Regions from separate parts of the Mus musculus genome. Here region 1 is linked to region 2. Evidence: chromatin contacts called from public Micro-C data. All regions are on one chromosome and are shown on one strand. Each heading gives the region's core, a stretch centred on a gene start, on an enhancer-like site or on the middle of the called end of the contact. The rest is flanking DNA. Distances are from core to core; before and after follow the strand shown.

The links. A called contact is a pair of places that touch in the nucleus more often than the background predicts.
Region 1: a contact with region 2 is called in a Micro-C map of embryonic stem cells, with 4 times the contacts expected there. The contact joins the enhancer-like site here to the promoter of Sh3gl2 in region 2. A contact is called at or near these places in 1 of 39 promoter capture datasets (hippocampal neurons), 6 of 484 Hi-C or Micro-C datasets (cerebellar granule neurons, cerebral cortex, cortical neurons and 2 more), 12 of 115 datasets of contacts at active chromatin or transcription factors (SST interneurons, embryonic forebrain, embryonic limb bud and 5 more) and 2 of 9 other capture datasets (embryonic stem cells and pancreatic islet).

The regions. Positions count from the first base shown.
Region 1 is chr4:85,344,853-85,350,489 of GRCm38.p6, reverse strand. It overlaps Sh3gl2 (SH3-domain GRB2-like 2), which reads right to left. Exons shown (of 9, transcript NM_019535.2): 2 at 3,298-3,366. Among named protein-coding and RNA genes, the nearest start is that of Sh3gl2, 140 kb to the right of the region's middle. Within about 2 kb of position 2,184, at least 7 of the 459 cell types and tissues checked have an H3K27ac peak or open chromatin away from gene starts, as enhancers often do. A contact at or near this core is called in embryonic stem cells, where this site is marked.
Region 2 is chr4:85,203,897-85,208,830 of GRCm38.p6, reverse strand. Sh3gl2 (SH3-domain GRB2-like 2) reads right to left here and starts at 3,375. Exons shown (of 9, transcript NM_019535.2): 1 at 3,210-3,375. The coding sequence starts at 3,254.

The DNA.
Region 1 (5,637 bases), core at 935-3,434, 140 kb before region 2:
CAATTTCCCTCTCTTCTCCCCCATGTGAGACATATCCTGGACAAAACTTACTCAAAAACAAAACTCAAGCAATGAGTAAGTGGTACACCTCCCATGACAGCAGGGAACTGTAGGCTCAGCCTCTGCTTCAGTGTGAGCAGGTCTGTGGCAAAAAACATACAAACAAACAAAATCCAAACCACCACCAACAACAAAACAGCAGCTTTGGTAAACAGAAGTTTTGTCGTGTGATTCAGGTCGTTTCTACTCAGGAATCCTACTTCTCTCACAAGGGATTCGATGATACCAAATTTGTCTCCCTGAAGAAACTAAGACATGATGGACATGGACATGAGGGACACCATCTACCAGCATTGTCGACATTGCACTCAGCCACCAATCTCTACCCTCATATTCAATTAGAATGGCAACTTTTCTTTCTCAACATCTTGCCTTTCTTAAGACTTGAGGCTTCCCCTTAGGAATTCTATTTTTACCTAAATCACCTTTCCCCCCATTTCTAGCCCTAAACCCTTCTGTGACCTTAACAAAGAATTTCCCCAAGATGCTCTTCAGGTTGCAGAAAGACTTTATCCCTCTTGACTGTGAGTTTTGCATGATATTCATATACAGTGCCAAAGAATATTTGAAGATTCAGCTCAGTATTCTCTCCTCTAGAAGTTTCCACTGCTCTAAGAAGCCCATGTTTGGCTTCTCTCTGGTGTTTTTCAAGGAAATCCTCCCAGGGCACTAAGCACTGTGTCTGATTTGGAATCTATTTATATTCCTGTTTTCCAAACTCAAATTGAAAGCTCTTAGAGGGATTGGTCCTCATGTACAATCCTGTTTCTAGTTCCCAGTACAATGCCTGGCAGACATGGTATTCATTTATCTTCCAAGTGAATTAATGAACATAATAACTACATATCAACCCATTGAAGCCCTCCCCCAGTTAGCATAACTGTAGCAATGGATGTAAATTTAAGAAGCAACCAGAAGTTCCTCAGATTCCAGAATCTTCTATAAACAGCAACAACAGAAATCTGCAGCATTATAATAAAAACAGTGTCCAGTGTCTGGATCACAGAAAGAAATTTAACCTATACTTAATGAAATTGGTAAACAATGGTGACATTTATGGTTAAAATGAAAGCAACCGCACAGCAGGTACTTAGGAGAAAGAGAACTGTCATCTAGAGTAACTACTGGGTCTGTGAAGACGACTCAACCAGGGGCCTCAGGGCATCGGCTAGAGAAGGATATTCTGTGAAAGCAGGAATGGTCTGGGATCGAATCTCAGTGGAAGAGCAGGTTAGGCTGAGACTAGAGAGAACTTCTAGGAACGGCCACCTCCCTCCCAGGAGTGCTGTCTGCTACAGACCTCTAATTTATTTCCTATTGTTGTCTAATTGCACCTCAGAGAGTAAAACTAAATAAAGCTTTCTCCACATCAAACACTTGGTGAACAGAAAACCAACCATGAAAAGGTGATGCGGTGAATCTTCTGTAGGTTTAGAGACACTGAGTTAAAATATTTTTTATGAGTACTTGAATTATTAGCATGAATATTAACGGCTTGATATTCGAAATCCACAGCAAATGCTCTTCAATGACTGTAGAAAAAGCCTATCTTCCAATATGCTCAGCACAATTTGTGTACGAACTTTAGGAAAATCACAGATAAGATAAAAAGACATCCTTTATATTATGCAATATGCAATAAAAATCAAACAAATTTCTACACTGCACTGAAATCTAAACATCTCAAGTTACTTAGAGAAAAACCCAAATGCAGGAACACACATAGGTTCTTCAAGCAGAAGTTTGCTTTATAACAGGAATACTGAGGTTTGAAATAAATACTTCAGTGACTTTTGATGAAATAAGGACCAGAACTCTTTACACTTCATCTTCAGACTCGGAGGACGTCTGTGATATTAGCCTAAAGTAAGATACTTGGCAAGATCCTCTCATTTAAATTAGTCTGTAAGACTGGCATGGATTTCACAGCAAAGTGAGTCTCCGAAGGTCTAATTAGCCGCTCCAGCCTCCTTCGGTTTTCAGTCTCATTTAAGACACAAAGAGCTAGCTTGTCTCTACCGTGAGATACCTAGTTTAGCAGCTTTACTTTGGGCCCATGTGAACTACAGGAATAACTCCTGACACCTGCACACATCAAGTTGCTAACTGCTGGCCTCAGCTTCTGTGATGATGTGGCTCTTAGCCATGCAGCACACTGCAAGACCTCTCAAGGAAAATGAACGAAGGGGAGAAGCTAAGGAGAGCTAAGCAAGTTCCAGAGGCTGGAGCACGTTAACAGATCTCTGGGATCCTCAGGAGAAAGTGAGGCTTTGCTCCTGAGGATGTGTCTCTGTCTGCAGATGTGGACCTGACAAGGGAGGGTAGGCTCCTGTTTCTATCACCAGGAAAGGGTGTTGTTTACCAGCTGTGGTTGAAGATCAGGGGGTATTTACAACCCTCTGCAGATAGGAAACAGAAAGTAGCTGTGAGGTACTGGGTATGGACTTATGACATTCTCTTCAAGCACGGGACCAAGCCCCTCAATACCAATTCACGGTCTTCTCTCTGCATTTCAACACTCACTTATCTGCCTAAGTCTAAACACTTACTTCTTGATAAGAACCTCAAAGTGAAAGAGAAAACATCTTTAATGTCTCAAAAGAAAAAAGATATTTAACCCACAAACTCCAGCTTACTTGCTCAGAACCTATAATGTTTCAGGCAGAATGCGAAATAATTTACTTTGATCCATAATAAGAAATATTCAGTAAGCATTAGGGTTCTCATTCTACTGTCATTTGAAAATAGACAATTCAACAAACACTGGTCTTTTACAGTGAGTGGTAGACATAGAGTGAAGGAAGGCCAAGTCGCCTGGACTCCCAAACTGCTCTCTCTTCAGTATTCTGACCTGCCCCTAGCAGGATGCATCCTACTTGGGAAGTCCACTGCAGTCAGAGAGAGATTCAAAGTCTCTTACAAGATTTGAGACATCGTTCTCCATTTTGTCCTCTCTCATTTCCACCCCACCCAAATTCAACTGCAGCTCTGTACCATACTGATTCGGGAAAGTGATAGCAAAAGCTATGAGGAAAAGTGCAGACCGCATGCTTCTTCACAGAGGCTCTGGAGGGACACAGAGAAGATGGTGTGCTTTCCATTTCTATTTCAAATTACAAAGGGAGGGAGCATGTTTTTCAATGAAACGGATCATTTTGAGACTTGAGTACAGAACGGCTCCACCGTCTTACAGAGGACACCTCCATGCCAAAGGAAGGCCAAGAAGGGAAAACTCACCCTCTCCATCTCTTTGAAGTCATCATCGAGCTTGGTGCCTTCCGCTCCTCCCACCTTCTCACTCACTTTCTGTAGGAGATAAGAACAACAGGGGATCATTAGAAACTGTTTCTTTCCTTCACAAAAAAAAAGGGTTAAAAGTTTTGAGTACTTTTAGAAACAGCACCTAACATGACCTCAGAACCGTTCCCTGACCGTGGTCGGCAGCTCCATTGTCATAGTGTCACAGTATAGTTTGTCTAAGCAACATCCCAAAGGTCACGAGCCAGGTGGCTACTGAATCGGGCACTCAAACCTGCATCTTCTCATTTCAGCCCCAGTGCTCTTTCCGTTACACAAGTCACTTTACAGCGAGCTAGTTGATAACATTTTCCTTTGTAAGTCCTAAGGAACAGCCACATCACACAATAATCATTTCCCTCTGATAATGGATCTAAAATGCTCCTAGGTAGAAAATTGCTACTTGTTCAACCTGTTCCTCAATGGGCTATTGAACAGATAATCACAAGCATCCATTTAACTATTAGAGAAGAAATGAGCCCAGCTGATTCCAGATAAAAGGACTTGCTTTGTCGTCTCCCTGTTTATATCCTCACAGGCCGGCAAGAAGCTACATCAAACTACGTTGAGGGGATTTCCTTGACATTCAATCATTTTCCATTACTATACCGATTTAACTGTCAATTAGAATATGCAGATTATCAAATTTCAATACAAACTTCACGTTAATTAAAAACAGATATACTATCCTTTTCAGAAATAATGATTCAAATCAAGAATAATAAAAATGTATGACAGAATCATAGGAAAAAAAAACCACTGATTTTATTAGACAGGAATATTGATTCTTTTTTCACCCTAACAGTGGCGGTGTACATATATTTTTCCTCTAAGACGTCACTGTGCTATATAGCTTCCATAAGCACGGATACTGAAGCATGGTTTTTAACCTCCTTCAAGAGTTACTTGGCAGAGAGTATTTACAGGGGGCCTCACTGTATTCTGTTTGCAGCCATCTTGAGAGCAATGTGGGTTTTCTCAGTGAGGTTGGCTGGGGTTTCTTGCAGGGGCTTCTGGAGACCAATTCCTGGCACCAAAAGTGCTGGCAATCTCTTGTTGAACCCTGAGGTGTGTTTCTTATGCTATTTTCTCTCTGCCTTTCACTGCTTTCTGCCAAGAGGAATACATTCAGAAGAATCGACCATCGCTGCATATAAGATTTCTCTGTTTACTGCATCGTAATAGACATGATACAGTGTGGGATATGAGGTGCGTAGAGGTGTCATGAAAATGATGTGGTATCGTAAAAACCTACATCTGAACCTGCAATTTATGCAGCGAACTCTACTCCCTAATAAACTGCACGTCAGCTTCTAGCAGTTCTCACATCAGTTTATTTAACTTTCATTCCACACTTTGAGAAGCCAGAATTTTCTTTAATACAATTATAAATAGATTAATGTCAGTGCTTCAAACAGAAATGTCAATGAAAATAACATCAATACATTTTTATCTCAGTCACTTTTGTTCACTGACAATAATTTAGCTCATATTACAGACCTCCTCTGTCTTATGCTCAAACTATATAGTTGACCACTAAATTTGGCAAGCAAACTCTAATCTACTTTAAGACCAACACAACACAACAGAGAAATATTTTATGGACAACTATTACTTGCTATCTCTATATTACACACAGTTGTCTCCAATGTTAGAAAAACTCACTGTATGCAAAGTCTCATTTGGCAGGGTATCATCATAGTTAGTGTTAGTACCAGAACATTCCAAAACTAGGCGCTAACTATGTGACCCATGACGTGCATTGCCAAGCCAACAACCCTCATATCCCAGAACCCACTTGGCTCACCTCCCACCCTTACTTGTGTTATGTCACTTTCCATATAAATTAGGAGATCACCCCCTCCTCTCTCTCTCTCTCTCTCTCTCTCTCTCTTCTCTCCCCTTCCACTCACCCTGCCGCTCCTTTTTGTCTCTCCCTCACAATAAACCTCTCCCATGTGGAACCACCTTGGCCTTGCGTACTGTATGGGAATATCCGTTTTATATATATATATATATATATATATATATATATATATAATTAATACATCAGTTAGACTCTTCATGTGACCTGTAACTGAGGTCAATGGTCCTCATTTATTTTCAAAATGTACACTAAAAGGATATAGCTAAGAAATTCCTCTATTGTGTTAAAATTAGAGAATTCTGATACAGTAGTGATAATCCAATATCGGCCATCTCTGAAAAAATTCATGGTCTTCATCTACATCACAAAATGCCATACCATGCTTTCAATAATATTACCCAAATGAGAACAGC
Region 2 (4,934 bases), core at 2,126-4,625:
CTCCAAGGGCTCATAGGGAGTGGCTGTTGGAGTAGGTGTGGGCTTCTTGGAGGAAGTGTATCACTAGAGATGGGTTTTGAAGTTTCAGATGCTCAAGCCAGGCTCATTGTCTCTTCCTGATGCCTGCTAATTCAGATGTTAATCCAGATGTTCAACTCTCAGCCCCTTCTGCAGCACAGTGGCTACCAGTGCACCACCATACTTCCCACTATGATGATAATGAACTAAACCTCAGAGCTGGAAGCCCAGCCTTAAACACTTTCCTTTATAAGAGCTGCCATGGTCATGGTGTCTCTTCACAGCCAAAAAATACTAAGACATACCATAGCAAACACTTGATCATGAAGTATAGGAAAAGAATTATGGGTTTGCTTGCAGTATTAACCAGGAACTAAAGCTATGTTTACACAGACTGCTGCAAATTCAAACAAGTTTTTAAAAGTTGACATTACTGATGATACAATGGAAGCTCAATAAAAATAAAACTCTCTGAAGGTAGAGTAGTAATTGCTCAATTTGTCCTATGTTGCAATAAAAATTATTTACTTACAGAGTAACCATTGATGAAAGGGAGAGATATTAAGTTCTAATATGAGAACCATAGGGGCACACTCTAACTAGGAACCCTAACCCAACGGTACTGACACTAAAGGCATATTCTATTGATGAAATCCCACCCACCCCTCTGTGGAAGCTCAGCTCCACAGAAAGGCAAGATGTTGCCTTCTCTGACCAGCATGGCAGTCAGGGGCCTAACACTTCCTCTGCAGCAAAGATCAGATTCAGGAAACGACTGCAAAGCAGGACAGGACCATTTCCCTCAGAGCTCAGAGCAGGCAAACACCACCTCGCGTTACACACCCTCTAGAATAACACATCCATGCACAGGAGAGTAACCTTTGCCTTACGTTTTTAAAGACTAGGCTCCATTAAGCTATGAATGAGATTGTGTTTTGCTTCACCTTTAAAACAAAAAGGCTTTTCAGCAAAGGAAGAGAATGGCAGTGAACAGTGACCCAGTATCTGGGTTCGGAGTGGTAAGGAGCAGGTCCGTCCCTAGTAGAACTCCTCCACACCTGGAGACGGGGCTTCCCCGATGACGTTCCAGTTCTTTCCTGCTTCCAGAGCTGCACACAACCTCAGGATGAGCTGAATGGAGTCAGATGGTTACTGTGTGTGTTATCGAAGCCCCGGCTGGGTTCTCAAGTCTCGTTATTACCAGTGGAAAGGAATGGTACCTAACGCTAAAGGAATTATCCTTAACATTAACAATTACCACTTATTAAGCATTTTCTATATATGCTCTACAAATTCATTTATCCTTACTTTTCCCCTGAGAAATTTTGTCTCATTTTTGGCAAGGACGGATTCAGAAAACTAGCTTGCTCAATTTCCTAGGTAGCAGAAGAGGGATTCAAATCTTAGCCTTTCCCTCCCCAAAGCCAAGGCTCCTAAAGGAATGTTGGTAGAATCAGTCTTTTGGTCTAGATTAGAAATGAGACAAGTACCTAAATAAATAAATAAATAAATAAATAAATAAATAAATAAATAAGGTGGGTGACATCAGGGCAGTCCTATGCCATTCACTGGTAGCACAGATTGGTTCTGTGAAACTGGAAAGTTGCCAGAATCAAGTGAATAATATACTTGGCTCTACCTTTCCAATAGGGAGATCACAGACAATTCTAGTGAGAAAACCAAATATATATGTAGTTAGAAGCACTTCCTAAAATGACTGTTTCCTGTCTCCCTAAATTAGTTCCCAACAGAACTCATTTGATGATGCTAAGTCTATGGTGACAGAGATGATGCTCAGGGGTGAATGTCATCCTGCACCTTAATTTAAGCAAACTTGAGGAATGCAGTCTTCACCTTTTCCCTATGCCTTTTGCAATAGTACTGAGGCTGTGAACTCGGTAATGAGACTCATGTATAGCAGAGGAGGACTGCCTGGTCTGGCCTCAGTGGAAGAAGATGTGCGAGAGACTTGAGATTCCTGGGAGTGGGAAGACCTGGTGTGCGTGACATCCTCTTGGAGACAGGAGGGAGAAATGGGATGAGGAACTGTGGGAGGGGGGACCCAGAGGGAAGGGAGTGGCTGGATTGTAAAAAAAGATAAAAGTAATGTTTTTAAAAAACAAGAAATTACAGAAGCCACACAATTAAGGTTAGCTTAGGATAAGGATCTTTAAAGCTAAATGGTTACGCAAAAAGTATTTTACGGTTTATCAATAAAGTCGTTTCTTGTTAAATATATCTTAAAATTTAACCTGTTCCAAATGAATAAAAGGGTTGTAACTCCACACATTATGTAAGAAATGGGTCACATCGTAAGTATTTTTGGACATTTTCTCTTTGTAAAATCACTGAGTTGGGCCCAATGAGATTTAAATTATGTGGGTCTGGATTAAATTTTAATCTCAGCTTACCCCACACAGAAAATTTGGCACATCTAGTAAACAGTGATTTTCAAGTTTTTAACAACTGCCTCCGCAGTAAAACCCGTGGGAGAACTTTAAAGACTTGCAGACCACTGATCAAACCATGGCCTCAAATAAGCTTCACCAAGGAGTTCTCCAGGGAAAAAAGTTAATGCATGCATGCTCCTTAGGGGAACCACATTCTCCCATGCTGGGAGCCTGGGGAGGCCTGGGAAGGAGGGGTTCTGAGAAGGCCTGGGAGCGCAAAGCCTGGAGCAAGCGCAGAGCGCGGGCACCTCCGCAGCCTCCAGAGCGAACCTCGCTCCAGCCAGCACATCCCAGGACAGTGGGGCACACCACACCGCAAGGTCACCGCACCGAGGCGACTTTACATAATCTCCCGCCGCGCCGCCAAGCACCTGCGCGGCACCCTCCGTGCAGAGCCTGAGAGCTGCCGTGCAGGGACTAACTGCCTGGGAACCCGGTGGGCGGCGAACCGAGACAGCGGGGACAGAGAGCAGAGATGCCAGGGGAAGGGAACTGAGGTCTGAGTGCTAGAGTGGCAGGGACCACAGGGACTCGGAGTGGGAAGAGGAAGCAGGGATGCAGCGGCCAGGGAGGAGACTCGCGGAGCGAGCACCGATCGGAGACAGGGAGCCGGGTTATGGAGCCAGGCTGCCGCGCAGCGCCCCGCGGGGACCAGATCAGAACAGGGAGGGGTTGCAGGGGAGGACGCCGTCTGTCTGTCGGTCTGCGGGGCGGCCCATGGCGCACCTGCACGCGCCCTACCTGAGTGGCTTTGTGGAACTGCTTCTTCAGCCCTGCCACCGACATGATGGGATGCGGGAGGCTGCGCGGCCGGCAGATGCAGATGCAGATGCGGAGAGGCGGCTGGGGTCGCCGGGCCGCCGCTGGTCGTGCGACCGCGGGAGCTGCTGGCGCGGGGGCGCGGCGCGGGACGCGGGCTTGTGCGGAGAGACACCCTGACGTCAGGGCGGGTGATGCGGCCTCTTAAAGGGGACGCGGGAAGCCCCGCCCAGGGCGCAAGCCGAGGCAGGTGAGCGCGAGGAACCCCCGCACTGTGCGGGGGCGAAAGTCCCTCCACGGTCCGAAGCCTGGGCTGTCTTCAGCTGTGGGAGTCGTTCGTTCGTGGCCCTGGCAAAGGGATCACCGCCTTTGGGCAGTCTAGACTCAGGTGACCCAGCTCCCAGGTAGCCGCAGTGGTGCTGCCTGCGCACTGCCCTTGCCCTTTGAGCCTGGCCTCCCTGTGGTTGAAAAGCAGGGTGGCGGCTTATCTGGATCATGAATAAGTTATTGCTCATTTCATGCCCTGCCTTCCCGCATGATTGGCCACCGAAAACATTTCTCTGCCTCGATTTTAATATCCCTTAAGCTTGTTTCACCTTAGGGAAATCTATCAACTTTTTTTTTCCTGTTCTAGTACAACTTAACTACTTAAGATGAAGAGAGGTCCCTACAGTTTGACTGGGATACTGGAATGGAATTGATATGAGCTATAGCATATATTGATATGAGTAATAACATTTAATCTTCTATTTTCAAAAGAAAAAAAAAACGAATGCGAACTTGGCATTCACACAATTATCATGGACATTTTTTTCTTTCTTTTTTTTTTTCGTTCTAACATTTTTATATAATGAGGAAAGGAAAGGCAGTAAGTTATACAAACACCACATAGGGACAAAGGGTGGATGGGACTGGGTGAAGGGCCCAGAGCAGCACCAGAAATCTGTGCTCTTATGAGCAGCCACTTCAAGTTTGTCTTGTATGGAAGAGCTTGTGGGAGAGTCTCAGATGCAGGCCACACCTGCATGTGTGGATCAAAGTGATGAGCCGCCAAGAGGAGAGTAATTACGGAGAATGTGGAAAGAATCAACAGGACCTGGATTGGGTTCCTAGAAATACAGTTCCCCTCCCGCCCCCCCCCCCTCTACTGCCTGGTGTAAAGGAAGCCAGTAGACTTCTGCAGCTTGAGTAAAGATGAACGGAAGAGCAGGTGCAAGGGGATTCTAGACACGGGCTGGGTACCACTCACCCTTGCTACTGTGAATCACAGCACAACAGAATATCGGAGCAGTGAGCAGTGAGCATACCCTTCCAGTCTGCAAAGCAAAGCAAAAGGAAGGAAGGGGTCTGTAGTCTTGTGGTCCTTGCTGCTGCCCAGACCTTCCAATCTGTGGTACTTTCTAATTTCTAAACTACCGTGGAGGCATTGGGATAAACATTGGTTAGAGGATTTAGGCAGGAGGGACATGCTAATTCTTAATAATTCACCTTTTGGTATCAGGGCCACAGGGTTCGCTTCTCTCTGCCACAAATCTATGATGTGGTCTGAAATTTGCAACTTTGGTCTCAACACATGAAAGAAGTGAAATGGGGACCTGAAGAGGCTCCTCGGAAACTTTGAGCACTTGCCTTAACCTTAAAATCTTAAAGCAAAGCTAGTCCCCGCCTTTCCTTGTCTCTTTGACTACTTACCTTCATAGCGTATGC